Regions from separate parts of the Zea mays genome. Here region 2 is linked to region 1. A link is a contact called in public Hi-C data. All regions are on one chromosome and are shown on one strand. Each heading gives the region's core, a stretch centred on a gene start, on an enhancer-like site or on the middle of the called end of the contact. The rest is flanking DNA. Distances are from core to core; before and after follow the strand shown.

Evidence for each region. Hi-C and Micro-C count contacts between places; a contact is called where the count stands out from the background.
Region 2: a Hi-C map of endosperm shows a contact between it and region 1, with 5 times the contacts expected there. The contact joins the promoter of LOC100285431 here to the promoter of LOC103641487 in region 1. A contact is called at or near these places in 4 of 25 Hi-C or Micro-C datasets (ear, endosperm, leaf and 1 more).

The regions. Positions count from the first base shown.
Region 1 is chr10:100,605,901-100,609,250 of Zm-B73-REFERENCE-NAM-5.0, reverse strand. LOC103641487 (protein FAR1-RELATED SEQUENCE 5-like) reads left to right here and starts at 1,922. Exons shown (of 3, transcript XM_020545878.1): 1 at 1,922-2,127; 2 at 2,209-3,350. The coding sequence starts at 2,096.
Region 2 is chr10:100,803,364-100,806,781 of Zm-B73-REFERENCE-NAM-5.0, reverse strand. It overlaps LOC100285431, which reads right to left and starts at 2,142. Exons shown (of 14, transcript NM_001398707.1): 1 at 1,858-2,142. The coding sequence starts at 1,984.

The DNA.
Region 1 (3,350 bases), core at 673-3,172:
GTGTGTGATTGTCTCTTCATGTATGGAATAGTAGGGTTCAAACTTACCATGTCCCATACCGGGGTATGTGGCTAGTTGCAAAGTCTCAACCACAACAGGCTAGTCAACGGCACGGTCCTTAATCGACACAGACGAGCGATTTTGTCTGCTCAGTGTCTAGTCTCGATTTATTCAAACCATTTTCCCATTTTTGGTACCCGGTAGGGGTACTCTTTTCGGATGATGCAGCCGTCCTGAGCCCTGATGGACTCATCATCATAAGTTTGCTTTGATTTTTGAATCAAAAAGCCCATAACCAATGTTTCACATCATTCTTTTGAAAATCAGACTATTTTTGAGTTTCTAAGCAGGACTAAGCAGTAATAGTTCTTTTTATAAAATAGAGATCAAGGAATAGTAATCAAATTACAAGGAATGTTAATGCATCAATTGTTTGTCACACAACTCCTATCGCCTAATGCATCAGATAAGGTGATATAACATTTAAAACACAAGGAAGGTGCAAATGCACTGGGGCTTGCCTTATTACAGGAAGAGATCTGAGATCTTCTAACACAAGAAACAGTTGGATGAAATCCACCACTAGATCAACATCACTGGAGTAGGATCCTTCAAAAATCACTTCTTCTTTATATTCTACATGAAATGCCATGATTATGAATGCCTGAGCTTATGCTATTAGCAAGGAAGGTATTCCAAATCATTACAAGATTACATTTACAGGCTATCATCACAAGCCATAACTATCAGGGAGCTACTTAGCCTTAGAACTCATCTAACCATTCAAAACTTGCTAAACAACTTCATAATTCACTAAGACATTAGGTGCCCTAATTGCCTAGGGTAAAACTCTATTCCTTTTTAGCGATAATTAGTTTGCTAAGCAAATCTTGTCTAAACAGTTCTAAACTTTACCCAAAGGTTCATAAGACCAAGATAAGCTTGCATAATTTTTCACCTAATTTTTAGTGCTTTATTTTTATTACTAAAATTTCAGATAAACATTTTAAGGCACCTTTTATTCATCTAAAATTATCTACTTGCTACAAAAAATTCTAAGAATATTTCTACCAGGCAGCCCTTGATTTTAGACACCTAATAAAATTGGTCCTACGATTTTATCATTTCTCTAGGATTTTTTGGCACAATTAGCAAGGGGACAGGTAAACAATAAATAGAAATAGTATACAAGGCCTGGACCGATTTCGGCTCAGCCGGCCCCCAACACCGGAGAAAAACCGCGCCTGAAGCCCTAAGCCTCAGACCTGCATGCGCCCGTGCTGTCTTCGCGGGCGTCGGCGACGGGGCCAACTCCGGCGGTCCCCACGGTGCCACAGCACAGTGGAGCTCTCGGCTACGGCGAAGAAAACACAAGTGGCTCACCACGGAACAAACCAACCCAAGAGCCCACACGCAACCGTCCCCAAACAAGGTCCGCCACGGGAAGGCCGATCCCAGCGGCGTTCACCAGCGGTGCCGCGGCGTTCACGATGAGATATGGTAGTAGAACTGAAAAGGAAAGCTCCACGAGCTTCACTAGCCTAAGGTAATTACCAAATGTGAGCGACACGAGCGAGCCACTCCTCGAGACGACCTAGCCATGGTGGGGTTGAGAGGTGGAGGGCGCGGTCACCAGCTGAAAGCAGAACTATGGCAAAAGGGCGGGCTCGGGGAAGATGAATTGCAAAGCACAAGTCTGCACGGACACGGGAACGTGGACAGAAAACAACTCGCTGACCCTGGTTAGAATAACGGAACCAGATCCGCTGCCTTACGGCAGCCTGCCGTGCGCTCGTCGATCTTCAAACCAACGGTGATCTGCTGTCCTCTCCCTCAGTAGTGTATGGAGCGGCCCAACAGTGTAATTCTGGCCCACTTCTTTTCTTCGTTTCTTATTTCTTTCATCCAGGAGCACAGCGCAACGGAGGGAAAACCGTGGGAGGAAAAAGCAGCGGGAAAGGCTGCCTGTTTTGGCGCCAGATACAGAGAGACAGTGACAAAAGGAACCAACGGACAGGGCAAAAAGCACCAAATACAGAGAGACAGCGACGAAGGGAACCAACTAACGGACAAGGCAAAAAGCTGAGAAGCAAAGATGGAGGAAGATGCGACCAACGGATCAAACATGTGAGATGCACCACTTTATTTTTATTCCTAATATCATGGTCCATTTGTTCCTTTCTTTTAAATTTTAGTTGTCTTTTTTAGGGAGAATGTGTTGCCCTGTTTGATTCCTCGTATTGGAATGAAATTCAGAAATCCAGATGAGGGCTGGAGATTTTGGTTAGCGTATAGTGGTCAAAAAGGTTTTGATGTTAGAAAAAGGTACTCAAATACAAGTAAGATTGATGGAAACGTCACGTCATGTAGATTTGTTTGTGCTAATCAAGGTCATCGAGGGAAAGATAAAAAGGGGTATGAAGTAAAGTGTCATCGAGCTGAAACTAGAACTGATTGTGAAGTGCGTATGGGACTTGTAAAAGATAAAGAGTTTGGTGGATACAAAGTTTATGATTTGAATTTAGAACACAACCATAACCTTCACTTGCCAGAAACATTCCACTTGATGGTGTCACAAAGGAAAATTTCAGATTTGCAAGCTTTTGAAATTGAAACAGCTGATGACTCGGGAATAGGACCAAAAGCATCACATGAATTAGCATGTCGCCAAGTGGGTGGGCCGCTTAATTTGAGTTACACCATTCGTGACCATAAAAACTATTTGCGTGGCAAGCGACAACGAGAGATGGTATATGGTCAAGCTGGAAGCATGCTCAAATATTTCCAGGATAAAATGGTAGAGAATCCGGCGTTCCAATATGCGACACAAATGGATGCTGAAGAGAAGATTGCAAATATATTTTGGGCTGATGCTAGAATGATTGCCGATTATATACACTTTGGTGACATTGTTTCGTTTGACACTACTTTTGGGACGAATAGAGAGAGCCGGCCTTTCGGTGTCTTTGTTGGATTCAATCAGTTTAGACAAACTATAGTTTTTGGTGCTGCTCTAATGTATGATGAAACATTTGAGTCTTTCAAATGGCTCTTTGAGACTTTTCTACAAGCACATAGTGGAAAGCAACCCAAAACAATCTACACAGACCAAGATTATGCAATGGGAAAGGCGATTGAGCAAGTGTTTCAAGAGACATGGCATGGATTGTGCAGCTTTCACATAATGCAGAATGCTATAAAACATTTGCCTCTTCGTCAAAAGGAAAAAGGCTTAAATGTTCTTGCTGATTTTAGTGCATGCATGTTTGAGTATGAGGACAAGGAAAAATTTGAAAGAGAATTTGCCATCTTGAGGACAAAGGTAGAAAAGCAATCTTGGTTAGATAGCA
Region 2 (3,418 bases), core at 893-3,392, 200 kb before region 1:
TATGTAGACCTACCACTTCAGGCCCAACTCAAGGAAATGTAGGTTGTGTCTGCACAGCATATGATTGTGCAGAATCTGCCTACAGAGAAGCTGGTGAAAAAGCATACTCCAATTATTTTTGAGGAAAAACATGCAGCCAAGAACTATGTAAACCTACCTGTTACCACTTCAGTCCCAACTCAAAAGGAAATATAGAGAAAGAAATGTATACTGTGCACAGCATATGATTGTGCAAATCTGCCTACTGGAGAAGCTGGTGAAAAACACACTCCAATTATTCTGTTTAGTTAGTTCACCCTCAGATTTTGCTTACTAGTAAGTGGCTGGAGGATGCTGTTGTTTAGTACAGTTCTGCTCAATCTGTGGAGAAGCTAAGAAATAAGCTGTGCCAAACAGCCATTATATTATACTTGGAATGACCAATTAGGTTAATAATAGCCTTCAGAAAAACATATATTTAATAGAAATGGCCAGAGAACACAAACAATGAAAATCCACATTATTATTCAAATACAAAAAATACTAAAACTTAAATATTGCATCTACAACATGGCACACATAATGTCCAGGTCACTGATTTCATTTCAATGAGCTTATCCAACAACCCTAGAAACTTAGAAAGACAGGGCAACATATTGGTGTCGCTTCTGGGCACAGCTGCAGCTTAAGATGGAGGACCAAGAGTTAATAAAATCTTCATGTCACAAGATGGAGATGGTGCTACTAAAGTTTTTTCGCAATTTCGGATGGGGAGCTGCTTGGCGATTAACATTGTAATACCTTTGGTCTTGTCATAGGTGGTCTTGAGTGCAGTCGTGTTATGTGTCAAGGCAGTAAGCTGCCTTCAGTTGTAAACGTTGGCCGTAGCCTCTCTAGAGGTCAAGGTCGGACTATGTTTCCATTATCTAAAAAAAAGAAAGACTAGCATGGTAAACGCCTCATCTATATATCAGCCATGTTTCAGCAAGCAATTGAACTGTGAAAAAGTGCAAACTAAACAATATGATCCTAGATTGTGTGACTAACAGAGACACAATCAAAGACTTTAGTAGCAAGAAGTGCAAACCTGTCTGCCAATGTGTATCATATTTGTATAGTAAAGTCCAGTTCAGCTAACAGATTAGCTTACGTCCTAGAAATAGGAGTTCAAGCACACAGTCTATACACCCAAGGAGTTAGGTTTCTATTTAGGTCCAAGAAACCACGGTCCCAAAACAAAGAAAGTCCAGCAGCACAAACACACATGACACATCCGAAACTATGACTGCCAAACTAGATCCATTCAGTGAGATCAATACAGATGCACCAAGTGCCAACACCTAAAATTAGCATCCAACAAAAGAAATTACGCACAATTGGCACCCCTTCGAAATAGGAAAAAAATTGATATTTTGCCACTCAAATTTAGCACTCTCTTGTTATGCCATCCCGGTTTATGACTTGTGGGAGCACCAAAACTAGGCAAACCTCAGCGTCCTGAGCATCAGAGTTCACTGATTCACCCCATCCTGTAAAATGCGCACAACAAAACCTCTCCCCACGCCATAGGGCATAGCTGTTGATTCCTGCTCGCCTTGTCCTACTAATCACCATTCACAGCCGGACGACATGCTGCGCTGTGCACGAAAAGCAACCCCTAGACGAGGACCAACCGACACCAAAACCCCGATCGGATCATCAGATTGAAGATGAACTGCTCAAAAGCGAGCAGATATCTAAGCAGGCGGTTGCCGGTCCGTGGTTCCAAGGACACAACCTGCGGCGTCGGGGACAAAACCCCCGACCCCAACCGACACATGTAGGCAGCAGCAAACCCAAATCCAACGAGGCAGGAGAGCGGAGGATGCGGGAGATCACCTGCGGAGGATGACGGCACGGCGAGGCGGCTATTCCCTGAGCGGTCCCCGTTGGGAGCAGAGGCCGCCGGCACTTCTCCTCCTCCTGTCCCTCCCTCGACGCCGCAGCCGCTCTCCTCGCCAACCATTTATACACCGACCGGTCCGCGGACGGACACCCAGTCGGCTGCTTCTGGAGAACAGCTGCAGAGCCTCCGGATTCACGCTTCCGCCGTTCCGCCTCCTCCGTCAATATGCTTGCTTGGCTTTGCTGGCTCGTTCCGGCGGCGGGCCTCCCGCTTTTGGGGACAGACGCGGAAGGAAATGGAATTCGCTGGCCTTGCACCGCGGCGGAAAGCGGAGAGAAGAGAGCAGCAAGCAAAGCAAAGCGGCCGATGCGATGAGCTGATGCGGTCATGCGGTGATGCCTCATTCTGCTTATGCCTCGCTGGCGCACATCTGTCCCCCCGCTTCACTTCGATTCTGTTTACAAATATTTTATACGGTGTGTTAGACGTCTCCAACGGCGGACCGTAAGGCCCCGTTTGGAAGCGGAATTTTTTTTAAGGTTTTTGAGAAATATCGTGGTATTAGTTAATACTAGAGTATTCTAAACCAAAACTTGTTTGGAAGATTATTAGAAAACAGAGTTTCTAATACCGTAGTTTAGCCAGAACTGTGGTATTTTTATAGTATTTGACACACAGGTCCCAATCCAAGTTTTTCTTCACGCGCGCACGTTGGCGCGCAATTTTCCCTCCACCTGACCCGTCTCGCGCCTTCTGTTTTCTCTCTGTCCTCTCACAGAACCCGCTGCCAGCCATTTCTCCATCACGGAGACCTGCGCCGCCTCCCTAGGGTTCCTCGACCGCCGCCATTTCTCCATAGCCGCCGCCTCCCCAGGGTTCGTCGTCCCTACGCCGCCCCAGGATTTCTCCATCGCCGTGAGCCGTGAGCCGCTCACCGACGTCTCCCTGTCGCGGTAGCTGCCGTCGCCCCCAGCTCCCTCTGAACTCGCGGCCGCGCCGTCACCCCCAGCTCCCTCGGAACCCGCGGCCGCGCCGTCGCCCCCAGCTCTCTCGGACCCCGCGGACGCGCCGTCTCCCCCAGCTCCCTCGGATCCCGCGGCCGCGCCGTCGCCCCCAGCTCCCTCGGACCCCCGCGGCCGCGTCGTCTCCCCCAGCTCCCTCAGACCCCAGCGGCCGCGCCGTCCCCGTGAACTCTCGCCGTGAACCTCCATCCCTAGGAACTCTCGTCGTGAGCCTCGTCCGTGACACTGCAGCCCAGCTCCCTCGCCTCCCTGTCGCTCCCAACATGCGAGTGGTATCTCGGAAGGAAGACAAGGCTGGTACGTGTCATTTGCATAGTTTAGCACTTCTCTGGTGATCCCTGTTTGGTTATTTCATTTGAATTTTGTTTGTTCTAGGGAAAATTGAGATTAGAGCGGATTGGAATGAAGGAAGAACATGGTTTTTTGTGAGCATCCTCAAAGAGTACAACTCACCAAGATATCGTGCGCAGAATGGATGGACCAAAGAGGCATGGAACAGTATGACACAACGTATTAATGAAAGGTTTACATC